Linked DNA regions of Sus scrofa: all the other regions are linked to region 3. The links are chromatin contacts, called in public HiChIP or PLAC-seq maps. All regions are on one chromosome and are shown on one strand. The core of a region is the stretch at or near the end of the contact, and the rest is flanking DNA. Distances in the headings are between cores, read along the strand shown.

Evidence for each region. HiChIP or PLAC-seq counts read pairs in DNA pulled down with a chosen protein or histone mark.
Region 1: a contact with region 3 is called in an H3K27ac HiChIP or PLAC-seq map of alveolar macrophages. The contact joins two enhancer-like sites. A contact is called at or near these places in 2 of 47 Hi-C or Micro-C datasets (alveolar macrophages and embryonic fibroblasts) and 1 of 2 datasets of contacts at active chromatin or transcription factors (alveolar macrophages).
Region 2: a contact with region 3 is called in an H3K27ac HiChIP or PLAC-seq map of alveolar macrophages. The contact joins two enhancer-like sites. A contact is called at or near these places in 1 of 47 Hi-C or Micro-C datasets (embryonic fibroblasts) and 1 of 2 datasets of contacts at active chromatin or transcription factors (alveolar macrophages).

Annotation. Positions count from the first base shown.
Region 1 is chr14:101,169,671-101,173,482 of Sscrofa11.1, forward strand. It overlaps a transcript of LIPA not described here. Among named protein-coding and RNA genes, the nearest start is that of LIPA, 9.5 kb to the left of the region's middle. Within about 2 kb of position 2,226, at least 8 of the 83 cell types and tissues checked have an H3K27ac peak or open chromatin away from gene starts, as enhancers often do. A contact at or near this core is called in alveolar macrophages, where this site is marked.
Region 2 is chr14:101,149,920-101,154,158 of Sscrofa11.1, forward strand. The region is part of intron 2 of LIPA (lipase A, lysosomal acid type); the gene reads right to left. Among named protein-coding and RNA genes, the nearest start is that of LIPA, 10 kb to the right of the region's middle. Within about 2 kb of position 2,667, at least 16 of the 83 cell types and tissues checked have an H3K27ac peak or open chromatin away from gene starts, as enhancers often do. A contact at or near this core is called in alveolar macrophages, where this site is marked.
Region 3 is chr14:100,864,433-100,868,370 of Sscrofa11.1, forward strand. ACTA2 (actin, alpha 2, smooth muscle, aorta) reads right to left here. Exons shown (of 9, transcript NM_001164650.1): 9 at 3,863-3,938. The coding sequence ends at 3,864. Among named protein-coding and RNA genes, the nearest start is that of ACTA2, 20 kb to the right of the region's middle. Within about 2 kb of position 1,834, at least 16 of the 83 cell types and tissues checked have an H3K27ac peak or open chromatin away from gene starts, as enhancers often do. A contact at or near this core is called in alveolar macrophages, where this site is marked.

The DNA of each region.
Region 1 (3,812 bases), core at 976-3,475, 310 kb after region 3:
GTGGAGTGTCCCATCTTACACTGGCAAGCCCATCAACAATCCCACTATCCTAAGCCTGACCCACAGAATTTCCGAACAAGATGATGACATCCACATCTTTGAAACTCATGAAAAAAAAAATGGGAAGCAAACATGGAATTAAAAAAAAAAAAAACTTCTGTAATAGGGTAGGGTAACATTTTTGACAGCCAAGAAAGAGGTCCTATAAGAATATCTTACAGAGAAAGGACAGAATTTAGAAAGGATAAAGATGAAGTTGGCAAGGCTCCATTTATGACAGAGTGAAAGGACTCAGCCAATGTGCAACAGAAACTGATATGAACGAGTGGTTGACGGCCATTTCAGTATTAACATCGGATCGATAGCATACAGTGGATTAAACTATTAAACCAGCTTGTTCCTTCAAGATGTTCTTAACGAGTGTGAAGAATGTGTAAGGCTGAGGAGCTTCACTTTCTACATGGTACAAATCCCCATGGATTCTTATGCCCCTCCTCCCCTTCACTGGGAGGCTGCCGGAGTTACTGTGTTAGGTATATCCTGGGCAGGCCTATGGGAACCAATCAGGTACTTCCTCTATCATGTTACAATGCTTCCTTCGTCTGTGAGGGTATCCATTCTGTGAGCTATAACTTAAGAAAATATAAACAAGATATTAGAACAGAGCAAAAGATTGCCTCTGGTCTTGCATTATGCCATGATAATTTTTGTATCCTTGCTACTGTGGAATACTTTTGCTAGACATCTCTCCTTGCTGCAAAGTTTAAATATATATATATATATTTTATATATATAGTATATATATATATATAAACTTTTGTATGTCATCACCATCAATCATGTGGGGCACAAAAGAAGGAGGCAGATGCCTCAAGGGAGTGGAACACTAACCAGGTCACATCTGTGGTGCTTGACCATAGACAAACCTTTTCTGTTGGCTTCTCCTAAATTGCAAGTACTCAAATATCTGTTCTCCTCTGACTTGTAAAATAAGTCAACAGTTAACGAGAAAGGCCTCAACATTAGAGGACTGAGAAAGCAGGGAACAAACTGTGTTATAGCTTTGTTATCTTGAATAGAAGATAAGGAGAGTCTATACAGACATTTTGACTCCAGTCTGTCTGTTTCTATTTTCTTTCTTTCTTTTCTTTTTTTTTTTTCTTTTTTTTTTTTTGCCTTTTTATGGCTGCACCTTTGGCATAGGAAGTTCTGTGGCCAGGGGTCAGTCTAATTGGAGCTGCAGCTGCAGCCTATGCCACAGCCACAACACCACCACCAGACCTGAGCTGCATCTGCAACCTACACCAGCAGCAATGCCAGGTCCTTAATCCACTAAGTGAGGCCAGGGATCAAACGTGCTAAGCCACAACAGGAACTCCTACTTTCTATTTCTCAGTTTCTAAAGAGGTTCTATCTAATTATCCCATAAATCTGTTCCAGGTAAAGAACTATCTGTAAAATGCTCTATGACTCAATGTCCATGTGTGTCACAAGCTCTGTAAACTGCTCTGAGAACTGCAGTGAGAATTACTTTGACATAATCACAAGAGCAAGATTATATCCTGATCACCATGTGAAATGCTTCACAGACATCTCTACAGCTAATCTAATTCTGTCTAAAAAAGGAGAAATAAGGAATGGCGAATAAGGTGCAGGTGGCTATGAACATGAAACTTAAAATATATTAGTTTATAACCACCAACCTTAATCCTACAGATGTATTTTTATATTATCTTCAACTTTCCTGTTCATGTGGTGAGTACTCAAAATGCTCAATGTCAGCTTTTTGAAAAGAGGAATTGCAACTCGTATCAGTCAGGACTCTAATAAGGACACAAGAATTGGAGTGAGATGATTGAGAGAGCTGATTTACAAAGGAACTATTTGACACTTGTTGGGTAGGGGAATCACATGATAGCACAGCTGTTAACCACCCCTAGGCCCAAAGAGATGAGATGGTTACCGGAAAATGGAAGGAAGGAGTCTCATAGAAGTCCTCTTGAAAGGAGCAGTATCCCCTTCAGTAGAGTGACACAGTCTACAGCCTCTCATCAGGGAGAGAACCAGAGAAATAAACCCTCTACCGTCACTGTCTCCCTCCCTCCATGCTCCTTCCCCATGTATAAAACCTAACCAGTAGCTGGAGGGCAGAGGAATCTGCTCATGTAGTCTATTTCATAATCCTCACCCTTCTTAGGGAAGGATGTAACAAGATAAACAATGGATCCAGAAGGGGAAGTTCAAGATAATGTTCACATGATCTTCCTACACTCAGTGTTGGCAGAGGGATGTAGGAGGAAGTCCAAAATTGTGGTTAGGAGGGCAGACTCTAGGGTCACACCACCCAAGTTCAAGCCAGTATCTACAGTTTGCTAGCTGTGAAAATGAGAACTTGGGCAAGATTTTTAACTTTTTTTTTCATTTATTATTTATTATTATTATTTTGCTTTTTAGGGCCACACCTGTGGCATACGGAGGTTCCCAGATTAGGGGTCCAGTCAGAGCTAAAGCTGCCAGCCACAGCCATAGCCACAGCCACAGCAACGCAGGATCCAAGCCGCATCTGCAGCCTACACCACAGCTCATGGCAATGCCGGATCCTTAACCCATTGAGCCAGACCGGGGATCGAACCTGCAACCTCATGGTTCCTAGTCAGATTTGTTTCTGCTGTTCCACGATGGGAACTCCCAACATTTTTACCTTATTTATGCCTCAGTTTTCTCATCTGTAAAATAAAATTAGTAGTATCTAAGCCCATTTGAAAGTTTAGACAAGATAATATGTGTAAAGCACTTATAATAGGCCTGGCACATAGTACTCAATAAATGTGTTGGTTTTTTTTTTTTTTAACATTTTTTCCATATAGTAAATTCCTTTCTATAAATTCAATTTATTTTCTTATTATTAATGACTTTATTTATTACATAGATTAAACATAATTTCTGCTTTGGGGTGTATACATCCAGCCCTATTCTCCTCTGTATACATAATTTTACAAAAAAATGGGCTGATATTATATACATTATTTGGTTGTCTACTTTATTCTCACTTAACATTGGAAATCTTTCTATGTCATTCAATATTTAAAAAATAGTTTTTAGTGGGTACATTTATGATTTTGTCATTTGGAGGTACAATACTTTACTAGTAAATCCCTTTTGTTGGATGTTTAGGTTATATCCATTTTTTAAACCAATATCAGTTATATACCTATGGTAATTCCATTAAGATAAAATTATTGAAATAAAAAACTTGTAGATCTAACATAGCTTCTCTTTGAGGATTTTTCTTATTCTAATCAATATTTTATCCTTCTTTCAATATTGTTTAAAGGTGCCAACATATTAGACAAAGAAATCTTTGGTAACGTAAGTGTTAACTTCTCTAGAGACAACCATATAATCCTTTAAGATTGCATGAAAATGTGTACAAATGACACTGAGGTTTCTGAAGCCCAAATATTTGCCTCTTTGGGGAAATCTTAAAGGGACATATTGACAAGATGACAATTCAACTGTAGCTTTGGAAAATATTTTCTTTCCAAATGTTATTATCCATTTGGATAAATGAACATATTTCCTGTTAGATCAAAGAACTCAACACAGGAAAAGTACAAGCATGGATATTCCCTTCACCCCCATCCAACTTCTGAGACTATTCCTAGACCCTAGGTCGCTCTAGGAAAATGTGGTCACCTAGAAAGACCCTTCCCCTCTAGTTTCTAGTACTCCTTATTCCCAACAAGATGAAAGATAACATTCTTCTGAAAGGAAAGCAGAAGGAGGAAACACAAATTGGTTAAACATTTCTT
Region 2 (4,239 bases), core at 1,417-3,916, 290 kb after region 3:
CCAGAAGGAGGAAGAGGCGATCACAAGGATGAGGGCGTTGGCATGAAACAGACTTTGGTTCTCACTAGACATGAAACCCTTTAGGATTGCTATGGCTTTGGTGCAGGCTGGTGGCTATAGCTCAGATTGGACCCCTAGCCTGGGAACCTCCATATGATGCAGGTAGAGCCTAAAAAGACAAAAAAACAAGAAGACGACAGCCTGTAAATGGCATAAGGGCCCCCCTGTCTTTCTGCAGAAGTCATTTCTAGACAAATTGGAAACAAGGACCTGGCTTAGGGTGCACGTGCATCCTTGCCACCCCATGCTAAGTAATCAAAGTCAGGATCACCCCTCACTTTAGGCCTCCCTGCAACCATCCACGGGACTGGACAACCCTAAGTCCAAGAGCTGGTTCAAGTATCTGAAAGACAGGCTGTAGATCACCCAAAGTGCCAGGGCCCCAGTAGCTTCCTGAAACTGTGTCAACTACTTAAGATAAACCCTAGTGAGCATTCTAGCATCTGATCGATTTGTCATTATTACTAGTATTTGTCATACAGCTACTGATCCTGCGTTGTGTTTTACATGGACTACACTGTTGCCAGAGAGCTATTAAGATCCACCCCCATGTTAAAGATGAGGTGACTGGTGTCTGAAGAGAGGTTAAGTGACCTGCCCTAGAACACTCACCTAGCAGTGAGCCAGAACTAGAACCCAAGTCAGCCTCATTCCAAAGTCCTTGCTTGCAATCACAACTCTAAAGAAAACTTCATTCAAAAATAAAGAGGCAGGGGAGAGGAAGAGTGCTGAGAAATACCCTGTTTGTACCCAGTCACTTCAAAGCAAGCCAAGCACTATTTCCCAAAAGTGGCTCTATATCATAATCATCTAGGGTCACTTAAAAAAATTACACATTTCTCAGGAGTTCCCGTTGTGGCTCAGCAATAACAAATTAGACTAGAATCCATGAGGTTGCAGGTTCTATCCCTGGCCTCTCTCAATGGGTGGGGGATACAGCGTTGCCATGAGCTGTGGTATAGGTCGCAGACATGGCTTGGATCTAGTGTTGCTGTGGCTGCAGTATAGACCGGCAGATGTAGCTCCGATTCTACCCCTAGCCTGAGAACTTCCATATACCGCAGGTGTGGCCCTATAAAGACCAAAAAAAAAAAAAAAAAAAAAAAAAAAAAAAAAGGAGTTCCCGTCGTGGTGCAGTGGTTAACAAATCCAACTAGGAACCATGAGGTTGCGGGTTCGGTCCCTGCACTTGCTCAGTGGGTTAACGATCTGGCGTTGCCGTGAGCTGTGGTGTAGGTTGCAGACGTGGCTCAGATCCTGAGTTGCTGTGGCTCTGGTGTAGGCCGGTGGCTCCGATTAGACCCCTAGCCTGGGAACCTCCATATGCCGCGGAAGCGGCCCAAAGAAATAGCAAAAAGACAAAAAAAAAAAAAAAAAAAATTCTGGCCCTAGTCCTGATTTAAGGAGCCGGGAACTCCAGGGACAGAGCCTGGAAATCATTTTTGAGACGTTCCCTTGCCTCTTGCGATAGAGCCCATCTATAGCCATGTTCAAGGTGGATCCATCGAAAGGTGAGTGTGTCCAGTCCTCTGCAGTGCTGGGCGGGCCCATCGAATGTGGAGATCCTGGGTCTGCATCCAACAGACCCCTGGAGGCAGTTCTAGGGCCCCCTACTCAAGAATTATTGAGTATAGACTTTCATTTATCCAAAGCAGGGGGCGATTGAGTGAATTTTTGTAGTCTATGTCTAGTTTGAAGAATTGGTCTCAAAAACCAGCCCCAAACACCATAAACAAGTCACATTAGTGGGAAGCCTCAGCCACCTTACATGCACATGAAGAAGAAATAAGGAGAGGCTTATCTCCTAAGTATTTATCCCCAGAAACTTAAGCAATGGAAGCTGGTACACTTGAGGTTATCAAAATCAAGCACTTTCCACACTTTACAAGCCTTATTTCATCTAACTTTTACAACCACCTATGAAGTGGCAAGTATTATTCTTCTCATTTAGTAGATGAAGAAATTAAAACTTAGTGAGCTCAAGTACACTGTCGAGGTCATGCAGCTAGTTAAAGTAGCAGAGCCAGGACTTAAACCCAAGGCCAATGCTGTGAGCGTGCTCCCATTTAACCACTGGGTGTCCAGCCTCAAAGTGCTCTTGAACAAGGAACATGCAGAGCTTTGGCCAACCCAATCCCCAGGAGGTCCCGGGACTATAGGAGCGGGTAGACTGAAGCCTTGGGCAGGAAGAAAGCTCAAGGCCCACTGCGGAAAACCAAGGTTACAGACCTCACCACCAGCATAATAACTTATTATTTACTGTCTTAACTGCTATGAAGTAAATGCATAGAGAGCTATGAGAATATGCACCCAGGAGCCTGTCTGAGTGTGGGCAGCTGGGGAAATCCTCCCTGAAGCAACCTTGAGGCTGAGGACAGAGACCAGGGAAGAGCCCTCAAGCAGGAGGAGAAGGAGCCCTGGAGGAAGGAGGGGTGCTGAGCAGAGTGCTCTCTTCCTTTCCACTCTGACGCTTTGCTCCAGCCCTCACCTGCAGTTAGGAGACAAATTGTGCTGTGAAGCGGACACTGCCTTGTGGTACTCATTAGGCAGAGGGTCTGAACACAGCTCCCTACCCAGAGTGCCATCAAGGTCCAAGCAAGCCCGGCACTGCTTAATAGCCCATCTGTCCAGGGCCTTCGGGAGGCGAGGAATTATATCCAAGCTGATCAAGGCCTCTGCATTTAGGAAATGGTTTCCCTAGGAACCACATAAAAGGGAAGAGGAGAAAAACCAGAAATTGGTCAGAATCCTAAAATATACAATCAAAAAAAAAATGTTTTTTTAAAACCACAGGCCAGTGACTTTTCCCCCAAAGACCTAGCTCACAAGCCACGTGGTAGATTTTCAAATATGACTCACAAAAAGTTCATTGGGCAACCCCTGATGATTCTTTCCTAAGGCAAAGTTCAAATAGCCTGTTTCTGCAAGAAGGCAATTACTTAACAGCCTAAAATGCACTTTACTTATTGGACCATCAAACACACAATGCTCTTCAGACATAAGTATTCCAATACCGGTGCTTCATTTGCTAATTGCTTTATTTTACAGTTTATTTCCCGGTTTGGCAAGAAGTAAGTGATCATTGGTACTTTATGTATTTTAGGCAAGGCCTTTATTTATTTCCCTATTTTAGACAAATAAATAAATATTCTTACTATCACAGAATTAATAGCTTGCTCAATACTTATTACGTAAGATCGAATACTCCAGTGCAAAGAACAGTGAATCTGATGGCAGACTGACTGGGCCACTATCCTTTGACCTCAAGTAAATCCCTTTCCCTCTTTGAGTCTCACTGTCTGGTCCAGTAAAATGAGAGTGTTGTTCTAGAACATGGGTTCCCAAACCCAGGGATTTTACCTTGGAATACACTGGGGAGTTATGCTAAAAATGCAAGCTCTCCAGGAGTTCCCATTGTGGTAACAAACCAGATAAGCATCCATGAGGATGTGGGTTCGATCCCTGGCCTCGCTCAGTGGGTTGAAGACCCAGTGTTGCCATGAACTGTGGAACAGGTCAAAGAAGTGGCTCAGATCCCGAGTTGCTGTGGGTGTGGTGTAAGCCAGCAGCTGCAGCTCTGATTCGGCCCCAAGCCTAGGAATTTCCATATGCTGTAGGTGCAGCCCTAAAAAGAAAAAAAAAAAAAAGAAAGAAAAGAAAAAAGCAAACTCTCTAAATCCCTGGCCCTGGCAGGACTCAGATGCTTCTAGTGCTACCACCCCATGACTTTCTGAAATCAGGCTGAGCAGATGAAAAACATAACCACTTCCCTAAGCAACAGATTCTGAACTTCAATTCTCTTGTGGAGTTAGTGCAAATGAGGGGTAGCTCAACACTCGATAGATAAGTTTGTTAACATTTAGAAACATATATCTACTCCATACGTTGCCAAGAGTTTTCTAAATACACATTTCAAGCTGCCTAATTAGTAGAGGTCTGACCAGACAGGCAAATGATTATCTATATCAGGGGATTCTTTACTGGGTCCATAAGCTCTCGGCAGCTGAATATAAAATATTTGTGTGCCCAGGTGCCCTCCCTCCCTCCCTTCCTTCCTCCCTTCCTTTCTTCCTCCCTCCCTTCCTCCCCTCCTCTCTCCTTCCCAACCCCCTCCCTCTCTCTCTTTTTTTCTTACCAGAGAGAGGATCCATTGCCTTCATCCACTTTAGAATCCCAATT
Region 3 (3,938 bases), core at 584-3,083:
TTATCTGCCACAACAGTGACCCAAGCCACTGCGGTGACAAAGCCAGAACCTAGACCCACTGTGCCGTGAGAGCACATCTCCCTTCCATCTTTAAGGGGGCATGAAGTTACCACAAGAAGAACAGAAGTCTGGACTAGATGGAGCCATCAGGACAGAGCATAGTGAAAGTCGGTAGTTTTAGGGTCTTTGTTTCCCAGATACCTTTATGAAATGGAGATGAAGAATTGAATTAATCTGCAAGAGGAAATGTTTGCCAAGGGCAAATGACTCAGAGCTACCAACTTCTCATTCAGGGTTGCCTTAATTGCTTGTAATGGGTGACGGATTTCAAGGCAGACATTTCACAGAGAAAACGCTATGAGCTCTGCTTTGGAAAACTGAGTCAACTAGAGTCATACTTCTAAAGTCTATGTGTGGCCCAGTTCTTTGGGGTTCTCTTTTCTACACATGCGTCCTCTCCCATCTCTGGGCCTCTGCCTGGAGCACATTCCTGTTCATGCTACTTCCTCTTCTCCAGTCTCAACACCCTCACCCCCCCCCCCATTTTTTTCCCAGTTAACTGTGACTCTTTAGGCCTCTTTTTTTTTTTTTTTTTTTGTCTTTTTTTGCTGTTTCTTGGGCCGCTCCCACGGCATATGGAGGTTCCCAGGCTAAGGGTCAAATTGGAGCCATAGCCACCAGCCTACACCAGAGCCACAGCAATGCGGAATCCGAGCCTCGACTGCAACCTACATCACAGCCCAAAGTAACGCCGGATCCTGAGCAAGGCCAGGGATCAAACCCGCAACCTCATGGTTCCTATTCGGATTCGTTAACCACTGAGCCACAATGGGAACTCCTTTAAGGCTCTTCTTAAACTCCACCTTCTCAAGGAAGCCTCCCCAAGGTCATAAGAGCTTATAACCCATGTATTTCCACTTTCGTAATCCTCTTAGTGTACTCTACCTATTTGTTTAATGTCCATTTCCTCATAGACAGTAAGTTTGATCCAGCCAGAACCTTGTTCTTTGTAAATCTGGAAAGTGCCTTTCAAATGTTTTCTAAATTGGCTTGGCTCACCCAGGAACAAATATTACTTAAACATCTGGTTTTTACACTCTGATACAGAAGAACTACATCCCTAGCAATCCCATTCCCTCCGTCTCTCTCTCTCTCTTTTTCTCGCTCTCTCTCTCTCTCTCCTGGCTTTTTGTATAAGCTTAGTTGCTGCAGTGGCTTGTGGTCACTCTGTGAGTATGCTGGCCCAGACAACGCCCCCATCCCTCACAGGAAATGCAAATTCTTCTCCAGGCTGTTCTTTGAAATCCTGCTAAAAATACCCAAGCTTAGCATGAATGCACAAATGAGATCAGAAAGACAACAGAGAATTATTCATTTATTTAAAAAGTCATGCTTCCTCCTGTGCAAAGGCTGCATGATGTGGATCAATGTTATTAAAATCCCATGTCATCCTCAGGGGCTGCAAAAGCCCGTGGTGGGAAAATTGGCTGTCATAGAAGAAGGCTCTTAGTGTTTGGTTTGCTATCGTTAAGGCGAGAAGAGGACTGAGGAAGCAGCCAAACCTGTCTGCTGTGGGTTTTTTCTCCTCGGGAGATTCATATGAGCCTGGATAATGGGACTCTGCCACCAAGTCCAGCCCTTCAAGTCATGCGAATCTTGTGAGATCAAGGCCAGGAGTTACTGATCTACGCTGGAGGAAGTGCTTAGGCCCTGTGGCTGAGTGCTCACAAAGAACATTTCAATCATGCATGTTCAGTGGATGGTTCTGGTTTCCCTGATTTTTGCCTCTGGCCCTGCCAGTTTCCAGATTGAGAAACTGGTCTAAAAGCCCTTTCCTTTAGCGGAGAGCTCGCGCCCTCTGGTGGTGAATATGAAGTACAGCCAACTTGGTTCACTTGTCCTAAACCTTGCAATGACTCTGGGAATGCTTGGTGAGTTTTGCCTAAATTTTCAAAGTGATCCATTCCCAAGTGTCTAATCCTTAAATTTCAGTCCAGGAGGTATTGAGTGCCTTGCCTGGTAAGCAAAAATTCACAACTGGAGCATTTCAATCATAGCATGTTACAGAGATTCTTAAATTTTGATGTGCCAGACAATTACCAGAATTCCCTCCTGACTCAGCAGCTTAAGGTTCTGGTGTTGTCATGGCTGTGGCTCTGATTACAGCTGTGGCGCGGGGTCAGTCCTTGACCCAGGAACTTCTGCATGCCATGGAAGTGACCAAAAAAAAATCACCAGAGAAATCTGATTAAAGCTCAGGTTTGCAGCCACATCAACAGATGTTGTAGCTCAGCAGCCCTTGGGTTTTTCAGAAATCTGCCTATTTAAAGTGAGCCCCCAAAGAGGTTGATCTGTGTGGACTATTCTTTGAGAAATGCTGGCTTAAAAGCTAAAAGTATGGATTTGCAGCTCAAGTCTCACCTCTGTCAGTGGAATGACATTGGGTATATTCCTTAACCTGGGTAGCCTCAGTTGCTCCAACTGTGAGGAAAAAAAAAAGAGAGAGAGAGAGAGAGTGAGAACATCCACTCCATAGGGCTGTTGTGGGATGAAATGAGATCCTAATAGAAAGGGCTTGGCAGGATCTGGTCATGACAGGTGCCCAGCACATGACAGCTCATATTATTTGCAATAATCATCCTAATTACCTCAAGCTACAGGGCAGAGAAGACCAGGGGAGCTTGGGTTTTCTGGACCAAATAGCCATTAAATCTTGGGCCCTGAGGTCTCTGCAGTGAGATGTCGACGTGAATGGAGATCCTCTCACTCCCAAGGACAATCGGTGGTTGATTACCCCATCCAGATGTTTGTACCCAGGAGAACAAGTGGTACCCAGCCTGGGAGCTGCTGAGGACACTCAACAGTCTGGACAGAACACTGCCTTGAGACTAAGGACAGGAGTCTCTGTCTCTGTTTAGGGACAGAGAGGAGTTTTTATATGTATTTGTATCTCCTACAAGCCACATGGGTAAAAGAGAAACAAAGGGTGGCAGCTCTCCTGTATGATGGTATTAAGGGAACAACTCCCATTTATCTATAAAATGGACAGGATAATATTTTCCACATGTATTTCTGATGAACAAATGAGTGAGGATACCTGTAAATACATGATGATTGACACCAGTGGTCCTTGGGAAGTATTGTTATTTTTCCCGTCCCTCCTGTTGTGAATGTATTTGTAGTATTGTTTTCAGAGACAAATATTGATCAAAAGGGAAACATGATCTAGATGTGTAGTGAGATTTTAGAGCAGTATTTCTTTCTGTTTTTGTCCTCTGGTAAACCTGAAAGTCATACCACCTTTTAATATATATTTATTAAGTTTAATACATAAGTTAAAAGTTATGTGTTAATATATTACAAAATATGATATATGTGTATGTGCAATATACACACACACACCTGTTTGCTTTCAGCCATCAGGCTACCAGAACCGAGGTTATAAGAGAGTAGAGTTGTATAATGATTCCGCAAGTTGGAATTCAGTGTGGACTCTCTTACTGATACACTTTAATCCATGTTTATATTCATCTCCGGTGTATCTTCAAATTCTTCCCACTTAAAAGCATTTATGTGGAACTTCCAGTGTTAATGTGAGTCTACCCTTTCCTGGGAAACTTACACGTCCTGGTTGTCATATCCTCGGCTGCACCACTAGAGGGAGCCACTCTGTAACGGGTGAGGTCAACCCAACAGAGACCAAAGCTGCAAATTACAGGTAACATATTTCAGATTTATTAAAAAACACATAAGGTAACGAGTCAGAGCTTTGGCTAGGAATGATTTGGAAAAGAATTGAAGGCATTATTCCACAAAACATTCACAGTGTGTGCTAGAGACAGACAGCGAGCAGGGTAAGTGTTTTAGAAGCATTTGCGGTGGACAATGGACGGCCCGGCTTCGTCGTACTCCTGTTTGCTGATCCACATTTGCTGGAA